2 separate regions of the Mus musculus genome follow, and region 1 is linked to region 2. Evidence: chromatin contacts called from public Micro-C data. All regions are on one chromosome and are shown on one strand. The core of a region is the stretch at or near the end of the contact, and the rest is flanking DNA. Distances in the headings are between cores, read along the strand shown. Region 1 overlaps Tbca (tubulin cofactor A). Region 2 has its middle 78 kb from the start of Gm32305.

Region 1 (5,650 bases), core at 2,006-4,505, 190 kb before region 2:
GGAATGCCAGGGCCAGGAAGCGGGAGTGGGTGGGTTGGGGAGAAGGGCGTGTGGGGGGGGGGGTATAGGGGGCTTTGGGGATAGCATTTGAAATGTAAATGAAGAAAATATCTACTAAAAAAAATGCCTTAAAAAAAAGGCTACAAACAAAAAAAAAAAGAAAGAAAGAAAGAAAGAAAGAAAGAAAAGAAATGGAGTTATTTTATGTGACAGAACCTTCCAGGAAGAGCACAGTACTCCACATCCAGGTTATTAGTGTTCCTGCTCAGGTCAGACGGAAATGATGCCAACAGAGGGCAGTGGTTCCACTTTTAACCAGTGGTGTGGCTCTTCTGTTGGGGAAACTGCTTGATGCCTTGCAGGTCTTGGCTTCATCATTTATAAAGTGAGAGTAAGGTTAAACTAGATGATACTCAGCACATGCTACAGCTCAAAAAAATGAAAAGTAAAAAAAAAAAATGCAACTTAAATTTATTTTATTAACAAAGGAAATTAAATTATCACCACAGACTGATAATTTTCCACTTTTTAAAAAAAAGCTGATAAAATATCCTGAAGCTGGTTCAAAAACTGCTTACAAGTATAATTTCCCAGGCCAAATAAATCGGCTCTTGAAATTTAACTATCAATTTCCCTTCTCCTTCCTTCTCCTTTAGGTCTCAAAAGTTGCTGTAAAAATATCTCATTTCTTCATAAACCGTGTTATAGTTCATCCCAGTCTGGTGTTTCATCAACTTAACAGTTCTAATTGCCTTGTTATCTGCTCTGGTGCAGTGGTAAAGCCCCTCGATATCCCCTTTACCTTATAACAAGGAGAGCCCATATATCTCAGCCCAAAGGAGACTACGTCCACCTTGCAGATGAGCAGAGGCATGAAGACTTAAAGCTCTCTGGAAAGCCAATACAGTCTATCACTATTTAACTGTTAGTCAATGTTTCTGCCTATCTCAGCTCACGTTTAATGGGGCTTTTTATTGTTATTTTCCACAATAAAATTCTAATGGTGGCTAAATGTCACTAATTCTCTTCTGAGGTTAACACACACATTGCAATGTTACCTGGGAGATAAAGGGATATGGTAGAAGCTATATGGGCTTTAGAGTCATAAGACTAGTCTACATGGGTTCAAATCCTGGATGTGACTTTTGCTATCTATGTGGCTTTAAGTGTGTTACTTGCCTCCCCAAACCTAGTTCCCAAATAAAATAAAAAGGCCACTATACACCACAGGAGTGGATATTATTACTGGCCAATGCTACAAAGACATTAAATATTCAGTAATGCCCTTCTCCCCCCACTGGCCTCCACTTACTGGCTTCTGTTGTGAACCAGCCAGTTGACTACTTAGTCCACTCACCAACTTTCTGGTAAAAAGCTGTTGTAATAACTTGTGAAACCTTTTTGGTGAGTTGCAAACACAATTGGCTCTTTTTCTTAGGTTTTGTGGTTTTTGTTTCTGTCTTGTTTTTTGAGACAGAGATTCATTATGTAACCCTTTCAGGCTGGCTTTATACTCATTATGTAGTCTGGAGTAGCTGAAATTCACAGCAATCCTCCTCCTCAGACTTCTAGTGCTTGGTGGGAAAAGAACAGAATAGTATTTGAAATACCAGTGAGCACCATGTGTAGCAAAAATATTCCATTGAATTTTGTTTCAATTTTATACATATGCCTACATTTGTATTCATTGTCATAACACAAAATAAAACGTATTTCTTACTCTGATTTGGATCAAAATAGTTTGAAATATGCTGCTCTCCAGAAGGCTGTCATCTTTTGACTCTTCCTGCCAATCCTTCCCACTACTGAGCCTTTAAAGATCAGGGTTTCAAATTCAAGATGCTGCCCAACTCTGCTCCTCTACATAAGCAGTTAATAGAAACTTGAGGTTAAACTGCACTTTATGCAGTCATCTCTCTCTTTCCTCCTGCCCCTCCCCCTCCTCCATTTGAACCACAGTAGCAAGTTAAAGGTTCCTGGGGTAGGGGCAGAGGGACAATAACACACTAAAGGACTTCACAACTAGAGACCTGGTCACCTAAACAAGACAAGACAAAAATCTACAGAGTACTTCATAAGATACAATTGTTTCAGTAAATATACTGACCTTTAAGAAAATAACTTATTTTCCTAAAACACATTAAATGGGGGTTGGGTTAGGGCTTTAAACAGGGGTTGGATTAGGTTTATTAGTAAACACTTTCCCCAAAACGTGGTGTGTGTGTGTGTGTGTGTGTGTGTGTGTGTATGAGAGAGGGAGAGGGAGAGGGAGAGGGAGAGGGAGAGGGAGAGGGAGAGGGAGAGGGAGAGGGAGAGGGAGAGGGAGAGGGAGAGGGAGAGGGAGAGGGAGAGGGAGAGGGAGAGGGAGAGAATGAGCTGAGATGATGATATTTAAAATATCAACATGGTGAGTGAGTCTGATACTAGTTATGTCCAATGTCTCTCCTTCTCTGAGTAAAGACTTGCTCTATGACTCCAGAACACACAGCGCATACCCCAAACTGGCCTTGAATCTCAACTCTCCAGCTTTAGACTCTTGAGTGCTGGGCCTGCAGGGTCATAGCACCACGCTTAGCTTTCTGTTCCTTAACTGTAGGACTCCTGCATTTCCCTACTGGCTCCTAGGAACACAATGTGGTAATCATTTTTCTACAACCAATGACCTCACCACAACCAGTTTCATCCTTTATAAAAAATGATATATATATCCAGGGTACCAAGTCATTCAAGAGTACTCTTACTCCCTTTCAGCCTTTAAGCAAGTTAAACTCAATTTCTTCATTACATTTTTTTTATATACGTAATCACAATGGAAGAAGGCTAAACATATTAACTAACACTGCTGTTCCAATACCTGTGTATGCTGCCAAATCAAAAGAGGCAGGTAGCGAGGAGAGAATTTAAATGTAGAAACCATTGCATTCACCAAGTAATTTATAAAGGTGGTATGTGACTGACTTCTTGAGTTGTTCTCATCACCTGGTTTCAAAATAATATGCTGTATATTACTTAGTTGCAATTCAAAGCAATGCTACATATGTGCAATTTTAAAGACTGGCTTTGCTACTGGAGTTAATTCTGGGTCACAAACTTAGTTTAATTACAATAGCACTATACTGTAGTTAACAATCCCTAACTGCACAGTTGTAGCCATAAAATAGGGAAGACGTCATTCTGAGTTTTCACAATAGGACAGAACTGTGCTGGTATGGGGCAGGGGGCAGAGGGCAGGTGGGGGAGGGCTACTGCTGGCAAAAACTGAACAAGAGAGCTCTGGTGAAAGGTAGCCAACACTAAGCACAGTGTCTTCCACAAGTAAATGGTCAATAAACAGCTGCTGAAATAAATGCAGTGGTGCAACCTTGGGCTCAGGAAACGTACCACAGTCTGGACCGGCTGGCTGTGGTATTAGCAGCCGGTGGGGAGGCACGAGTTCTTATCTCATTCCTTTTCCCACCCAAACTGTTCAAAATTGTTCTCTTGGAAAACAGGTGTCCCTGGGGAAGACAGAGCAATTTTTTGAAGGCTGAGATAGATGCCTAACTCTGTAAGAAAGATGAGCTTCTGTATACCTGCCACTGAGGAAAGGGTTAACTTTAGATGGCTTCACATTTCCTGCTTCCCTCGGCTCAGCGTCTCAGCGTTTCCACTCACTTCGTTCCCAACTGGGCATTTCAGCAGCCTGTCCACACTTCTAACTTGCTGCTAAGATGTGTTTCACTGAGTGTGGTGTGTGGTGTGGTGACTCAGACCTCTCATCTCAGCACAGGAGAAGCTCAGATAAGGGGGTAACTGAGATTCTGAGCCCAGTCTGGGCTACACAGTGAGTTTTCAAGCTAGCCCAGATTAAGAACAAGACCTCAAAATTATTTAAAAACAAACAAAATTATGTTTTATTGTTTCAATTATTTCTGAATTACAAAATTGTAGCCAAGCAGAACTGAAAAAATTGATTATAAAAAGTAATACAGAAAAAGTATTTATTTTAACGTTATAGGATATATCTATTTTGAAGTAGTGTTATAATTGTATACATTTGATTCTAATTAAAATGTCAATCTTAGCCAAAATTAAAAAAATAATAATTAAAGCTCCATACTAACTTTAATGCTACTCATTACCTTAAGTCAAATGCTGGGCCGAGGGATGTCACTCAACTGGAAGAGTGCTTGCCACATTTCTGAGCAACCCTGTGCTTGAACTCTACCACTGCACAAACTAGACACGCATGTGGCACAGGCCTTTCATCTCAGCTCCTGAGAGGCAGCAGAGGGCATCCGTGACTAATTATTAAGTTCCAGACCAGCCTAGAATACATGAGAGACTCTGTCTCAAAAATAAAAAGTCAAATTATCACTGTGGCTAAGTCTTTCAGTTGTTACCCTAATGGTCACAATAACATAAATTACACAGGCAGTCTCTCATAAATACTTTCTTCAGCTTTAGGTTTTTGTTGAATTTCTTCATTCCTTTTCTGTCTTTTTAGTTTTGAATATGGATAAGAAACAACAGAAAAGCATTTGTATACATATAGCTCTCGTTTCTTGTACTATGCTACTAAAAATGTACCACTTGGGCATAGACATAGATTAGGTGCTATGATTTTACTTAAGGATATCAAAATAGAACTACTCTTCCTTCAGGCAGAGAGGTCAGAAGTCAGGGGTCAGGAAGCTGGAACTGGCAGTGGGTGGAAAGTGAAGAGAACTTCCTACTTCTAGAAAGCTGACTTGGATCACACTAGACATAGGCTGGAATAAAAAATCAAGACCAGTCATCCTGATTCAGCAGGAGAGAAAAAATCCAATTAAAATCTGAAAGGAATTACCAGTAATAAAGTCTCAATATCAAGCTTTGCACACACACTTTAAACCAGTTTCTGTTGAGCAGAAAGAGAGCCAGGGCTGAGTGTGTGCAACTCCGAGCAAGACAATGACCCACCTGAGACTTACAGAAAACAGACCTGGAGCTAACGCTATTGGTCAGAGGGAAAGTTGTGACAGAACAACCAAAAGCTCACAGGTAAATGCACAATGTATTTTTATTTATTTATTTTTACTTTTTTGGTTTTTCAAGACAATGTTTCTCAGTGTTTTAGAACTCTGTAGACCAGGCTGGCCTCAAACTCACACCTGCCTCTGCCTCCCAAGTGCTGGAATTGAAGACTCGCTCCACCACTGCCTGGCAAGAAATGGAACTTTAAAAGGGAACTCTAATGACGAAAGATGAAGCCCAAAGTGATCTAACAAAGAGATCTCATAAATGCTTGTTGTCTAGAGGTGAGAGCTACTGAGGGAGACAGGTTTCCCTGCGGTGGTAGTGTTGTTATATTTTTCATGAGAGTAACATATAAAGGCAGCTACTACATGAATAAAAGTCAGTCAAAAGGACAGAATGAGACTAAAGAGATTTAAATCCTTAAAAAGAAATTATCAAAGCCCCCAAACTCTGAATTCACTCAAATCACACATTTTCATCTACTTCATCTGATATGTCTACCATTTACTTATACAATCAGCTTCTTCAAGATAAAACTGTTCCTAAGATCAAACTAATTCATCAGGTGTGGTGGTGGTCCTAGCACTTGGGAGGCAGAGCTGAGGCAGGTGAATCTCTGTGAGTAAGTCCAGCCTGGCCTACAAATCAAGTT
Region 2 (5,045 bases), core at 11-2,510:
GTTCACTTTCAAATGATTAATGTATGCTATCTGAATTTCACCTCACTGTGAAGAAAAAATATATATAACCTACATGCGAGCCCTGACTAATGTCTCAGCCAAGAGACAGAACAAAAAGAATTAGCTGTGGACTCTTAGATGTAACTGTCCTCTAGACACACGGGCCTCTGGAAGCTCAAAAGACCAGGTGTTAGTCTGCAAACCTAAGATTCTCAAAAGCTGCCATGGTGGAAAGGAGGGTCAAACACCAGGGGAACTTGCCTTTAGGGACCATTGTATGGACTGTGTCTAGAGAGAACACTGACTCAGGCAGGGGTGCTTTGCCCCTCGTTCTGCATACTCTTCTATTGTTCTTCCAAAGTTAGTGTTCTCCACACTCAACTCAACAAGCGAGAGCCCCAACTCTGTGTGTGTGTGTGTGTGTGTGTGTGTGTGTGTGTGTGTGTATGCACTGAGTCCTCAGAGTTTTGCATGATGTCTGGTAAGTGGGAAGGTCTTATTTGTGAATTTTGGAAAGCATAGGATATTATAATGGTAAAGGTAGTGTTAAAGGATTCTATTTTATTTTGTTTGATAATGTGCAGTGTTGCAAACAAAGTCTGGATTTTTATTATATTTATAACTTTTTTTAATTAACTAAAATGGAAGGTGGGGATATACTTAGTGGTATACTGGTATGCTATTTTTCACCAACACACACACACACCACCAACACCACCACCCCACATACATACCACCCCCCCACACACACTACCCCTATACACACACACAAACACCACCCCTTACACACACTACTCCCTACACACACACACACACACACACACACACACACACACACAATCGCAGCATCACACAAAGCTCTCAGTTTGGCTATGGACCCCAGTCCCCATCCCTAATGTTTGAATAGTATTTGTACCTTGTCCCGTTTACAGAGATGTTATGAGAATTCAAGAGATGTTTGTTAAGAGCCTAGCATTCACATAACACTTTACTTGATACACGTAAGGACTGCCCTAGCAAGCTGTGTTCTAGTCAGGTGGTGATTGGCGGGGAACAGGGTGAGGGATGAGCCAGTGTGTAACCCCAACTTTATCTTAAGAGTCTAGGGTGAACAGAGAGATGAACAGAGCCAGGCCTGGCCCAAAACATGAGGCTCCAGGGGGATTTGATGAGAACAAAGCGCTGGGTCACCTCTCTTCTCCAAGTCACTCGAGGTCAATTGTAGGAGACTTATTTCACACTGGACAGTCTCCACCCCACCCCATCTGGCACGGATGGGTTGTCTTCCCTCCTGGTGTATCTCAGAAGAGAGACTGACTGGCCTTTGTTTAGTCTTCCAAAAAAGCAAAACACCAGCCACTTCAAACCTTGAATATTGAAAAGAAAAAAAGAAAAAGAAAAAACAGTGGAGATAGAGGATTGTTTTTAAACCACCCACATGCCAATATTCCAAAACAATGTCTTTTCTTCTTTCAAAACAAACCAGAAACCCTGCTCGTCTTAGTGCTGTGTATAATAAAAAATAAAAATAAAAATTACAAAGCTTCTCCTTTTCTGCCTTTGCATCTTGCTTTTATTGGGACAAAATGCGAAATAAACTTCCTTAATTCCAAACAGTGTTGCAGCTTAGGATTCCATTAATGCATCCTTTTCCCCCAGGCTGTGCAGGGCCCTCGTTTGCAGTCAGTTCATTTTGCACTGATGTATATTTCATTGCCCAAGGCTTAATTTTGATTTATTGTCCATCCATAAATTAGAAAAATATGCTGTGGAATTCCATCCCGCCGAAAAGCTGTACCTGATGTCGGGGGACTGGGTGATATTTAAGATGTCAGAAATACATATTGGATTAGTGCGCTTTGTTTCCCCACAACAGCAGGTGTTTAATCATAGCTGATGGCTGAAGTTAAACGCATTAGGACAGCAACAGCCCAAGAAGATGGAGTTTTTCTAAGCCATACAAACTCCGGGATAAATAACTCAAAACTAATTGTGTGTCCACGTCGTAGATACATTTTTATTTACTTAATACATTAAACAATGAAGATAGCCTCTGGCGCTCAACTCCATGTTTAAAAGCTTGTACAAATACTTTATGCTAGTGAAATGTTGGCTGTTTAAACACAATTACCATTTCCCTTACCGGCCCTCCGGTGGCTTCATATAAGATATTTCTTAAAGCAGGAAAAAAAATCTCACAGCATTTCTGAGGTAGAGGATTTTCAGGCTTGCTTTTGGTTGTAGTTTCTGAATGTAATTAGAATAATTTTTTTCTGTGTTAAATGCTCGTCTTATTTAAAACAGGCACCGTGTGCCTGTCAGCTGGGCCTTTCCACCGCCCTTCTTTGTAATGTACCTGTTCCCTTTGCCATCTTGTTTGTATTAATTAGAATTCCGTGTATATAGAAAAAAATGATCAGGCTTGGTGTGGAGCAATTTAACTGGAGGCTGAGGAGAAGATGCTTAGGAGAGCAAACATTTTCAAGGTGCAACCGGTGACCTGTAACAAGCTGGGGAGATTCATGGCGAGAACCGTGTATTTTGACACAACACTGATTTGATTAAAAAAGAAAGTAATGGATTTAAACAGTCACTATGAGGATGTAGGCAGACTTCCGGAGCTTTCTGCAATTTACTTTGCAGACCATGGATGCAGCCACAAAGAGCTTGTTTGCTGCTGCTGTAAAGAAGAGATTCATACACAAATACACACAAAACCGGAGTGACTGGAGCCAGGGACCCTCGTCCTTCTTTTGGTGTCTATGAAGGAGCGAGGATCAAACCAAGTCAAAGCAAAGGCTTAGGTCATTTTGAGAATAGGTTTAGATAAAATTTAAATTTGGGTGTTTTTAAAGGAATTATTTTGTAGTTACACTCAAAAGGGTCATTTGTGAAGAGAAAAATGTAACTGTCTGCATTTTGAGAAAAACTAAAATTTATATTAGAGAGTGGAAGTACTTAATTCGCTTCCTGAAGATAAGTAGTCTGATTCCCCCAAGGTGATCTAACATCCCTAGATGCACTGCCATATCAAAAGTAATTCTGTAAAATGAAAACCTTTAATCTTGGGGGGGGGGTGGAGAGATGGCTCAGAGGTTAAGAGCATTGACTGCTCTTCCAAAGGTCCTGAGTTCAATTCCCAGAAACCACATGGTGGCTCACAACCATCTATAATGGAATCTGATGCCCTCTTCTGGTGTGTCTGAAGACAGCTACAGTATATCCATATAAATAAAGTCTTTTTTTTTTAAGTGTTTGGTGAAAGAAAGAAAGAAAGAAAGAAAGAAAGAAAGAAAGAGAGAGAGAGAGAGAGAGAAAGAAAACAACAACAAAACCCTTTAATCTTTAAAAATGCCCTAAACATCTCCAAGGCATGTTGTCTCTCACTCACCCCACCGTTCCCCTCCCCCCAACATCCCCATCAAGTCTCCCTCCCAGCTTTATGTTCCCATTTTATAATTATTTATTTGTTTAATTTTTTTTGACTCATTGAGTCCCATTAGCGCCGCCCCTGTGCATGCAGCTCTGCCACTGGAGGTGAGGCCCTGGGAGCACCCTGCCCCGACCTATGCGGAGGTTTGGACTGGCTTGACCTTGGGTAGATCCTGTGTAGGCAAACAGAGCATCGGTGAGCTCATGTGTGCAGCAGCCATGTTGTGTCAGAGGACAGCATTTCACTCACAACACCTCTCCCCACAGTCTGGCTTTTATGTTCTTTCTCCCCACCCTTCTTCAATATCCCCTGAGCTTCGCAGAGGAGGTTGAGCTAGATATTCTACCGCTGAGCAATCACAGTTCCTTAGGTACTTGAGTAGTCTCTTGTAGGAACCACTACCCACTGTAGTAAGAAGTTTCTCTGACCAAGGTCCGGAGCAGCACAACTGTGAGACGAAAACATAAATACTTAACAGACAGCAATAGTTAGAAAGACAACATCAATTGCCCTTGCTGTCAGTGGGGGCTATCATTTCCATAGCTACCGGCTTCAACCGTATTTGTGTAACCAGACGTTAAGTCCCCTCCAGTGGGGCATGAGTCAGTTGTAATCAGGAGAGCAGTTGGTTTCTCCAGTCTTGTCACTATTTCACGAGTGGGCACATCTTGTCTGGTGTGTCGGTATTGGGGCATGCAGGGGCCGGTGCTGGGGGAGTCCACAAGATGCCTTTCTCTTCCAGCAGCCTGCACAGGCTGAGTGAGCTGGCAGGTGAGTTTTCTGGTCGTCTCTAAACTGATTTCTGTGTGTTCTGTTTCTGAAGTGTGTGGGGTCTTCAGCAAAAGGGTCTTACCCTCTAGTCATGGTTGGCACCCAGGAGTAATGGATAATAGCCTAAGTTATTTTGGGTGCCTCATGGATCTCTCTGACAAGTGTCTTAGAGGGAGGTAACCCAGCATCTTGCAGGCAACTCAACTCCAAATAGATCAAGGACCTCATCCTACGACCTGACACTCTGAAACTGTTAGAGGAAAAAGAAGGGCCTTCACTCCAAGTTATAGGCACATGGAAGGGCTTTCTAGATAAGATTCCAGTAGCCCAGGGACTGATACTAACAGCTGACAAATGGAATCTCCATGGAACCCAAATGCTTCTGTATGACAAAGGAAGTGGCCAATCAAGTGCTATAGAATCAGAACATTTTTGCCAGCTATGTATCTAACAGAGAGCTAGTGTCCAGAACACACAAAGAACTCAAAACACTAAATACCAGGTAAATGAACAACCCAACTGAACTGTGTAACTGAGCAGAAAGTCCTCCATGGAAGCCATACAAATGGCTGGTGAACACTTTAAAAGGTGTTCAACATCCTTAGCTCTCCAGGCAAGTGAAGATGAAAAGTTCACTAAGATTTCTTCTCACCCCAGTCAGAGAGGCCAAATAGAATTCTGTTCACTAGCTGGCCGTGGTGGCGCACGCCTTTAATCCCAGGACTCGGGAGGCAGAGGCAGGCGGATTTTTGAGTTCGAGGCCAGCCTGGTCTACAAAGTGAGTTCCAGGACAGCCAGGGCTACACAGAGAAACCCTGTCTCAAAAAAAAAAAACAAAAAA

Evidence for each region. A called contact is a pair of places that touch in the nucleus more often than the background predicts.
Region 1: a contact with region 2 is called in a Micro-C map of granulosa cells, with 1.7 times the contacts expected there. The contact joins two enhancer-like sites. A contact is called at or near these places in 1 of 484 Hi-C or Micro-C datasets (granulosa cells), 3 of 115 datasets of contacts at active chromatin or transcription factors (embryonic fibroblasts and embryonic stem cells) and 3 of 9 other capture datasets (adipose tissue, liver and pancreatic islet).

Annotation. Positions count from the first base shown.
Region 1 is chr13:94,804,571-94,810,220 of GRCm38.p6, reverse strand. All of the region lies in intron 1 of Tbca (tubulin cofactor A), which reads right to left. Among named protein-coding and RNA genes, the nearest start is that of Tbca, 18 kb to the right of the region's middle. Within about 2 kb of position 3,255, at least 31 of the 459 cell types and tissues checked have an H3K27ac peak or open chromatin away from gene starts, as enhancers often do. A contact at or near this core is called in granulosa cells, where this site is marked.
Region 2 is chr13:94,615,891-94,620,935 of GRCm38.p6, reverse strand. No RefSeq gene overlaps it. Among named protein-coding and RNA genes, the nearest start is that of Gm32305, 78 kb to the left of the region's middle. Within about 2 kb of position 1,260, at least 2 of the 459 cell types and tissues checked have an H3K27ac peak or open chromatin away from gene starts, as enhancers often do. A contact at or near this core is called in granulosa cells, where this site is marked.